Linked DNA regions of Zea mays: region 2 is linked to region 1. The links are chromatin contacts, called in public Hi-C maps. All regions are on one chromosome and are shown on one strand. Each heading gives the region's core, a stretch centred on a gene start, on an enhancer-like site or on the middle of the called end of the contact. The rest is flanking DNA. Distances are from core to core; before and after follow the strand shown. Region 1 holds the start of LOC100381846. Region 2 holds the start of LOC100283703.

Region 1 (4,948 bases), core at 1,672-4,171:
ACAAGTCTATACTGTTGTGTCGGAAATGGGATACGTACCAGAAGACAGCATTTCTAGTGATAGCATCTCATTTAACTATTTAAGTATATCAAGAATACTATGCTTAAAAGTCAAAACAAGCATGATGGGTTGAGGTGTCTGGCAAGCAGTAGTTAACAGTCCAGGAATAAAACGAAGTTCAAAAATATAAGCTTACAAGGTTAAAGGAGAGAGTTACCTTTGGCATTATTGGTATATCACTCAGTGCCCATTTTGGCTGAAAGCCAAGCCCAAGAAATCCTATTCCCATTTCTTCTCCAACTGCTTTGACCTACAAGAACAAACAAACTTTGAGGTCATACCCCCAATTGCACTGAAACAATACATTTTAATGCCACGCAATTTTGAAATTTTCCCATAAGACCCTAGTAAGAACAACTACAAAATAAACTCAAACAAGATGCTCGAGTTAAAGGTATAGTTTTCATCAGAATTATCAAGGTAAGCATGCAAAGGTGTCAGTTAACATTTGGTTCACAAGACTGGTGTCATATCATCTCTGACAAAAGAATGGTCAGTCTTATATAATGTCAAGTAAAAACACACACGAGCTAAGATCATAATTTCTGCAAGATGCACAGGGAAAAGAAAACGTCAGAAAGAGAAGTTACCTGATATAGATGTGAGTTGACCTCAGCACAAGTTTGATGTAACGTTTCGAGAGGAGCGCCACTAAGTTCAAATTGGCCTCCAGGTTCTAGTGAGATGCTTTGCTTTCCCTACATCCATACAAACAATTCAGGTTACAAAGATAAACTGAGAAACTAGAGCCATCATTAAAAAACTGCATAACCTTCTATTTGGATGTGGCATTTAAAGTATATTAGTGAGAGCGGCCCACTGAAACGATGGGCAATGCCCATCCAATTTCAATTGTTGGTGGATGATATATAGTAGCCACACTCATGCAAAAGGAAAGGAGCAATGGAAATTGGAAACAGATGTTTTCTTTCTATTTCAGGGCTACCTGCTTGAGGCCGATAACAATGTTTCCTTCCATTATCTTCTCCCAATCAAATCTCTCAGCGAGCCCGTTCAGTATGTCACGAATCTGATCATATTTTATAGGGCGTAATGTGTCGACTTCAAAACCAAACTTTTCATGCTCCGTGCCAATTCTGTAAAGGACAGATGTTTACTTTGGGGATGAACTTACTGAACAGCCAATTGAAACATATCTTCCTTTTTTGAAAAAGAAAATACAAGGGCATCTTTAATAAATACCGAGACATATCAAATTATCATTGCTCAAATAACATGAACACAGCTACAAGATAAAACGATGGCCAAGTGATCATCACACTGATGAATCCATCCTAGTACAAAGTACGCGCTAGAGCCGGCTCACGGCTCATCACTAAAAGGGGCACTAATCCATCTCAATCGTTGGCACTGTCGTAAGCACTTGAAAGTAACCTCAATGTTAGAGCTAGACAGCGTTGTTGGTGTTGACAATGTAACTTGCCAAGTTAGTTTATTTGATCAGCCAAATTTATTTAATCGTTATAATCAAGTTAATGAGCTGATACACACTGCATAAGACTTGTGGCAGGTTGGAATATGTGTGAGCCCAAGCGAGATACTTGGCTGAGACATCGACCACAGGATGCAACCGAGTCATGATTCGAGGTCATGAGGGAGCAATATAGTGTTTTCATCAAGTCAAAGCTACTAGCATGTATCTCCTGTTCAGGTTTGCATCCAGTATGGAGACTAGCTACCACATGAGGCATGCTTGAGTTCATGTGCGGGGAAAGGTCCAAAATAACAAAGTTAGTGTTTAGATGGTTTAGGGCCTGGTGCGGTGGTAGAGCCTACCGTCTGTAACCGGAAGGTCCCGGGTTCGAGCCCCAGCCTCTGCATATTATGCGGGTAAGGCTTGGCGCTTAAATATACCCTTTCCTAGACCTACACAGTGCGGGAAGCCTACGGCACTGGGTGCGCCCCTTTTTTTAGTGTTTAGATGGTGTTTCATGTCAAGATTGTTAACTTGACCTGACAGAAAATCTATATCTGATCATTGAACCCTCATAGGACTACTTTGGGACACGTGGGCGAGCCGAGAGTGCATGGAGCCAAAGGTGTCAAAAGCAAAGCTTCTGCATCGACAAAGAGAACCTAATCTTTGCTTTTTTGCACACTAATATGCATTAGGGATTGGTAATCTATGCTGTTTTGCGCTAAAAACAGTCCGCTCTCCTCCACGAAAGTGAGGAACCCCTGAAAACTAGTCGCACGAACTATAGTTATCGTGGTGTCGCGTGATCAATTTTTCATGGCAACAGTTGGCTATATATAAGAACTTATGACAGGTATCATTTCAAGAAGCAAAAAAAAACTAATAAACAAACAAATGAAGGAGCATGTGCATATGGAAGCTTCTAACCTCCAGTTCTCCTTGGGCTTGCACCCGGAGACGAGGTAGGCGACGAGGTCCTCCTTGGTGAGCGGCTCCGTCATCTGCACGACCTCCTCCGTCGGGGGGCTGGCCGCGACGGCCCCGCCGCGCCTCCTCCTTCTCCCCCTGCTGTCGGTCGGCGGGAGCCGAACCACCGCGAGCCCACTCCTCCTCCCCGCCGCCGCCGCGGGGCGCGCGCCGTCCGCCGGCGACACACGCGTGACCGCGAGCCGCGACGCCACGGCCATCGAATCAAACCGCCAACGCACTTGCCAAAATCCACCAGAAAGGAAGTCAGCGGGAATCGCGCAGCCCCATACGCGGGCGCCAGCCGTCGAACTGAACCACTCACCTCGCGGAGCTAGGCTAGGGTTCGCCGCCGTCCACTGCTGCAGCCTTTTCGCCTGCGCTACTTCCTCCGCAGTCACGAACTCACGACCGCGCGGGCCGAGCCCGATGAAGGAGTGTGAGTGAGACCGGGGGAGGAGGGGAGGGGGCAGCGCGTGCTGGTTACTTATAAAGCGGTGCTGTGGGGCCCGGGCGCCAGCGCCGTGTGAGCACGGCGCGTTGAAGTGCGCGTGGCACCCATCAATCCGCGAGACAATAGCGCCATCGGCATCGGCAGCAGAAGCTAGAAGCCGCCGGGGCGGCGGCGAGGAGGGAGGTGCGGCCGCCGGCGTCTTCGTCTCTGACGTGTGGGCGCGGCTGCCCTGCGGATTGTGGGCACTTTTTTAGTGGATCCAAAAAAAAAGTGGGGTGCACTTTTTTAGTGGTGGGACTCGGAGGCCCCTAATGATCCTGCCTGCTATTTCCAACTAATCAATTCGCAAATGCGGGACGATTCTACTCCAGATGCAGCACTGACCCTGCCGAATCATCACTGATGACGAAGACGATGATGAGATTGTACCCGGGCAAGGATCCTCTGCGGTGGCAACTGGCAACACAGTGGCAAGAGAGATGCGTGCTAGTGCTGCACGCCTGCACGCCTGCACCGCACCGCACCGCGCCGCGTGACGAGCGAGAGCGAACCTCGCGCATCTTCGCGGCCAGGTTCCCGCCGTGCGGGCGTGCTCAGAGCGAGCACGGAGCACATGCTGAGCATCAGGTGGAGCGAGCATGTGGGCTCTGCTGCAGCGCGTGCGCTTCTCTGATCTCTCAGACTCTGGCCTTGGATTGGATGGCATAGAGAATAGGGTCGCTCGAAGATCACCATCCAAGATGATGTGTTGCTGTTCCAACTCGTATTGGTCTTTGCCGGTGTAGTCAGGCCAGCCAGACGCGTACGTAGGGGTGATCCTTGAGAGACTGTACATATAGCAGAGGCCGCTCCTTGTGTCGACAATGAGTTTTTTTTGCTATTATAATACCCGTAATTAGTGGCTTCTCTACAATAGTACTTATAAATTGTATTTCTCTATAATGCTGCTTATAAGTGAGTACCTTCTTTAAAACAGGAACGGATCTGGGCCTTTTTTGGTGTCCATGACACCAATAAATTTTATTAATCTACATTAGAATATATGTTTGCTAGCACTTAAATGAATTGATGATTTTATAATTTAATTGAGATGACACCAATGATTGTTTTATCTAAATCCGCTCCTGCTTTAAAATAGTATTTCACTCTTATTTCATCTATTTTCTATTTTGTTTTTATTTTCTATCATTTGAAGCACATTTTATCTAGTTAGCTGCGAAGAGCAGGGCTTTTCCTGCCACCTGCAGCCTAGTGACAGCCTCACTGGGAACTTCTTAAACAAGTCAAACTTCTTAAGAATTTTTTCTAATCTTATCCAATTCATGTGTATTAGGAATAACCGAACAAGGCCTTAGATGGTAGAAAATAAAAGTAGGAAAATAAATTAAGAAAAGAAAATAAGAATTGGTGAAATACCACTTTGGAGAAAGTTTCTCACTTATGAATATCACTAGGTCAGTGCTCGTGCGTTGCAACGGGAATAAATAATATTTCGATAACTTATATATACAAATATGTGTTATGCAGTTATGAGATAGAGGATGACATCCGCAAGCTGTCCGTGATGACATAGAGATCACGTGGAAGCGAGAGCGCGGCCTGCAGATCGACGCAACGCAAACACGGCCTGCAACGCAAACGACAAGCGTGTGGCCTACAGATCGCCGCAACGCAAACACGGCCTGCAACGCAAACGGCAAGCGCGGCCGCACGCACTGCCCGTCCTTCATATATGTAGCAGATATTACGCGTTTGGTTGCTATATGGACGTGGTCTGGCTCGCACTGGCTAAGCAGGCCTGCCACTGGCAAGGCTTTTTACGGCTACAAGTCTGCTCTCTGTCTACCTCACGCACGGGAGCAGGCCACGCTAGGGCATCCAACGCGACGCATCCGGCCGTGCTGAGTGGATCGGCCACGATAGTGAGCCCTAAGGGCGAGTGCACGCAGACGTAGCCCCCACGCGCGCCGCACAGGAGGTGGACGTGCGACGGCGTGGCGCGGTGTCAGCACGGCGAACTAAGCGTCCTA
Region 2 (4,948 bases), core at 1,008-3,507, 180 kb after region 1:
TCTTAGTCCCTGTACTGAAGAAGCTACTGTCTTACCCCAACCATTTTGCGTTATGAGTTATGACATCTATAATTTGAACCCTTCAAACTACATTTTGAGTTGAATCTTTAACTGCAGCTGTAAGCATGAGGTAGGGCATCATTACAGTCGCACAAGTTAATGGTCAAATACATGGATACGAAATTGTCAAGAAATCCTACCAACGATATTTATGTGGCATTCTAGAAATAGCAAGGAAGCGAGGCTGCTGATATTTGGAATTGTTTTAGGTCACAACATGAATTCTTTATTTATTTATTTTGGTTGGTAATAAAAATAGACAAGGTAACGAGAACAGCCAATAACAAGGAAAAGCATCACCAAACGCAATCCTGTTAGCAATGTCCCAAAATGCATACTCATGAGGATAAAACAAAAACAGGATAGAAAACATGATTAACTCAAATAACCACTCCTTTTAAAAAAAACTCAAGCAAATCACTTCATTTCAAAAAAAAAATCAAGAAAATCATAGTGCAAGAATTAAGAACAGAGCATAGATGTTGAGCTGGACATAAATTGGATATCCCAATGTGGAACAAATTATGCAGTATGCACCGTCATGCCACCATCATATCATATCCGAAGAATATTGCCAACTCCATATGAATCAAGAATGATGGTTAAGATTAAAAGCTAACAACAGAGTCAGCATGGCCACCTTGGGAAGCACATCATAGAGCTCTGGTTAAAGTGCATAGGACAAGGTCAGAATACCTTGTTTAGCGCCCAAAAGAATCAGAAAGTATCAAGGGGCAACAAAAGCTGAAATGACGCCATTATTCAGTACATGAGAGTTGTGGAGAAATAAGATTGATGCAGACTTGAGCCAATATGATAAATCAGACAGCAAAGCTGTGGTCATTTGCCTATGAGTGAGTGCCGGTGTGCACTCAGCCCACCAGCCTGACTATGCAGAAATCAGTTGCAAAGTATGTACACTATGAGACCATAGATGCCTCTGATAAATTCTTAATGCGTTTAGGTGCACATGTTCCATGGGTGGTGATGATAGAGTATTGTTTGCTTGCACGCGTGTGTATGCCTTATACACAATTACTGTCATAACAGAAAGGCGACATAAGACAGATTAAACCACACTTTTTTGTTCTTGCCTTATCTCCACCTCTTTAGTCATGTCTACTATCCCCCTCAAGTTTTTCTCTCTGGTTAACCTTTCCTCTCATGCTCCTCAGTTTCGTTGCCCTAAAAATTCTAATGTGCAAGCACAATGTGCCAATCGAAGTCAAAACTCAGAGGGAAGATTGGGTTTTTGGGACTCCAAATAATATGATTCGCACTTTTGCCACTTGAAAAGTGCGGCATGTTTTGAGTCCTATTTTTGCTATGTCAATGTTACAACGGCAAAAGTGCGAAGCACAAGCACACTATTTGGAATCCCAAAAATCCAATTTTCTCCTTTACAGAAGAACAGAATGCTAGAACATGTGGTCAATCTGTATTCTGCAGGAAACAAATTGGGCAAGTAATCTGCGGTCTCACCCGGTGGCGTCAAGGACATCCCTAGAGATCTTCATCTTCTTAGTGGCCCCTTTGTACAGGTCCTCCAAGGTGCAAGCCAGCGGCCGCTCGATCGGCGGCGCCTTCCTCTGCGACGCCGCGCTCGACGCCTCCCCTGCCCCAGCAGCGCCGCCGAACATCGGGAACCCGGAGGGGACGCCGCCGCCGGGGGTACGGGGGCCTGCCCCAGCAAACCCGCCGCCGAATATCTCGGAGAAGATCTCCTCGGCGCTCCTCGTGTTGAAGCGGAACCTGTGGACGCCGGCGCCGGCGCCGTGCGTGGAGGCGGCGGGCGGAGGCGCGCCGGCCTTGAGGCCTTCCTCGCCGTACTGGTCGTAGATGGCTCGCTTCTGCGGGTCGCTGAGCACCTGCGAGAGGGGAGCCAACAGGTCAAGCAGATGGGGTTTCCCGACGGTAATGGAGGACGAGGGGAGGGATGTGTACGGACGTCGTAGGCCTCGGAGACCTGCTTGAAGAGGGTGTCGGCCTGCGGCGTAGGGTTCTTATCGGGATGGTACTTCATGGCTAGGCGGCGGTAGGCCTTCTTGAGCTCGTCGTCGGTGGCGCCGCGGCCGACGCCCAGCACCTTGTAGTAGTCCACCCCCATCGGCGGCGACTGCTGTTGCTAGCACCTAGCAGGCGGGCGGGGGGCCGGTTTTCCGCTGTTCCCAAACTGACGAGGTTTTTGGATTTTGGTTGGTACATGTAATTGGCCGGTTGTTTTGCTTTAATGCTCTTCTATCCTACGATTTTTTATCTTTCCTTTTTTTGTGTATGTGTGGGGTGTTTGGTGTGTATGTGTGGGGGTGAGGGGTTCGATACTCACCTCTTTGAGTTCAAATATATTCAATTCTCTATAATTTCTTATACCCGACTTGCTAGTTGCTACTGTTATAAGGCTATGGTCATAAGATCGTAATATGGCGTGTAAAACATTGTTTTGTATTTGTTTACATGTTGGAGTTTTAAAATAAGAGATGAGGATAAGTAAGCTACTAGAGATAATCTAAGACGGGTGCCCGCGGCTACCGTTGGTCATTCGTGACCGCTGACATGGCACTATTAGCGATTAGTACTACAGTGTTTGTTGTTATTGTTCAGCACCAATCGGTATTGGTTACCTACTGATGACATGGTGTGATCTTATTGGTTGACGCTGTTTTCTCCGTTTTGATTTTTTTTAAAAAAAATCAACTTATAAGTAGAGGGAGTGTTTGAGCTCACTCACACAACTCACACTTATATTTTTTTTTCTTCCACCATTTCATACTCATCTCACCCTCATTTTATTCAAACAAAGCGTTGTTGCAATGTCTTCGTTCAGCTCGGACATCGACATAATCAAAGAAGAAGTGATCAGGTTGATGTAGCAAACTTTAATGCAGCAGGCGGTGGAGTTTGCCTTTGAGTCTTCCATATTGAGGAGGCGAACAAGATAACATCAAAGATATATCGACTACAACTGTGTATCCAACCACGACTGGTTGATCCAAGACTATTTTAACGACCTGTGCATCTACCCGTTGTTTTATTTTTGTTAAAGGTACCATATGCGGAGGAGCATCTTCCTTCACGTCTTGGAGAGGTTGAAATATTATATTAACTTTGATTATAGACGTACCAGATTCTAATTATAATAATAATTATAGACAAATTCTAATTATAAACGTATCAGATTAAAATATTATATTAACTTTGATTAGAAAAGTTAATCTAATAAACATAAGTTAAATAAATATTTAATTATTTATGAAAACATGTGACAATATAAAAATAATGTTACTAATGCGTAGGCAATATTAATACGAAGTAACACGACTTGATCATGTTAAAACAGATGTGTAATGCCAAAAATATCATATATTTAGTATTAAAAAAAGTGGATTAAATGACGTGGGCATGTTCTGCTGATTGGTTGGCTCGGGACTATATAGAGGTTCGCGGGTACAGAGGATCGAATATTCGAATAGAAGAGATTTGGTGTAGTCATCATCAAATTTGTCTTCTTTCTTAAAAAATAGTGGATATTAGCCATGGGGAGAAAGAAAGGAGAGGGAATCAGCCAAAAAGAGGAGGCTCAGTCGCAGTAGGGGTAGATACCGATGAGGAAGAAGGGCTGCGCCATACTTAAGTGAAAATGAAAAAAAAAAGACGAAACAATGGAAGACGCACCAGAGAAGGTGTTCGCCGGAGTCAGAGTTTTTTTTAAGATTAGCAACATTGATCCGAATGATAATCCGGAAATGAAGCTCTCGCGAGCAAGTCGTGGGCGGTGACCTGGGATGCCTTTGGAGATAAATGGATAGTAAGTAATTGCTCGTCAGGGTTGGAGAGATTTTCGAACTTCGGTGAACGATTGTGGGAGCTACAGATAAAATATTGTGAAACTATTATGTTCTAGAATGTGCTCACTTAGGAGAATCTGGGCATGTATATATAGGGTGGGTTGAGTTTATCCAAAATTAGAATAAATTCAAATTTAAAGATTCATTAATTTCAGAAAATGTAGAAATTCATTTTTAATGTACAACAAAATCTAAAGGCTCCAAAAAATTATAGGAAATTTTCTAGAAATATTTTGACACATAACGAACTCAATTAAACTATTTAGAACTTATAAATATATTTTTAAGTGTCTCAAATAAATATATTTTGCTTTATGAAAAAAAGGAAAATACTCAAAAAATATGGATATTTATTGAAGACTTCTATGAGATATATTAGCATGTTTAAAGACATTTTGCACTTAGAAACACTATGAAATGCCATGAATGCAACACTTAGTTTAACCTTATGATTCATTTTAACTGGTTTATAATAAAAGGAATATATATATATATAACTATAATTTTTATTCCAAACCACTCAAAACTTATCAAATTGAACTTATTTTTTTTTAAATGTCCCTTAAAAAAATAGGGTGTTACATAGAGGCCCAAACGTATGGGCTTCAGTGAAGATCAATCCCATTATTCCTCGTTTGACTGTGAAGGCATCTTGGTAGGGTTCAAGAGTATGGTCTTCCTCGAGCACTGAGAACCTTTAGGTTAAAAGGCTATTAGTAAGAGTATACATATAAATAGCAAGTGTGCTACAAGATGGAGATTCGTCTTAATCATCGGCGTTGTCTCTCTCTAGGGTTACGGACAACCAAGATATCGTCGGTCTGGCATGCGCGATGTTAGTACATCGATATCATTGGTGTTTTGTCTACACATGTGTGGATATCACGGAGTCATGGCGATGGTAATGACATCGATGAATAAAGAACGTCAGACAGTGGCGGATCCAGGAATGAATCAAAGGAAGGGCTACTAAGCCAACAAATCGTGACGCTGGTGGTCTGATGGTAGGCGGCTTGTACCTTGTGATGGGCAACTTGACCAAT

The links. A called contact is a pair of places that touch in the nucleus more often than the background predicts.
Region 2: a Hi-C map of leaf shows a contact between it and region 1, with 5 times the contacts expected there. The contact joins the promoter of LOC100283703 here to the promoter of LOC100381846 in region 1. A contact is called at or near these places in 7 of 25 Hi-C or Micro-C datasets (bundle sheath, ear, leaf and 1 more) and 1 of 3 datasets of contacts at active chromatin or transcription factors (leaf).

What each region holds. Positions count from the first base shown.
Region 1 is chr8:134,528,018-134,532,965 of Zm-B73-REFERENCE-NAM-5.0, forward strand. It overlaps LOC100381846, which reads right to left and starts at 2,922. Exons shown (of 16, transcript NM_001361545.1): 1 at 2,790-2,922; 2 at 2,426-2,705; 3 at 1,007-1,157; 4 at 651-758; 5 at 218-310. The coding sequence starts at 2,685.
Region 2 is chr8:134,711,514-134,716,461 of Zm-B73-REFERENCE-NAM-5.0, forward strand. It overlaps LOC100283703, which reads right to left and starts at 2,258. Exons shown (of 3, transcript NM_001156602.2): 1 at 2,009-2,258; 2 at 1,543-1,928. The coding sequence starts at 2,167.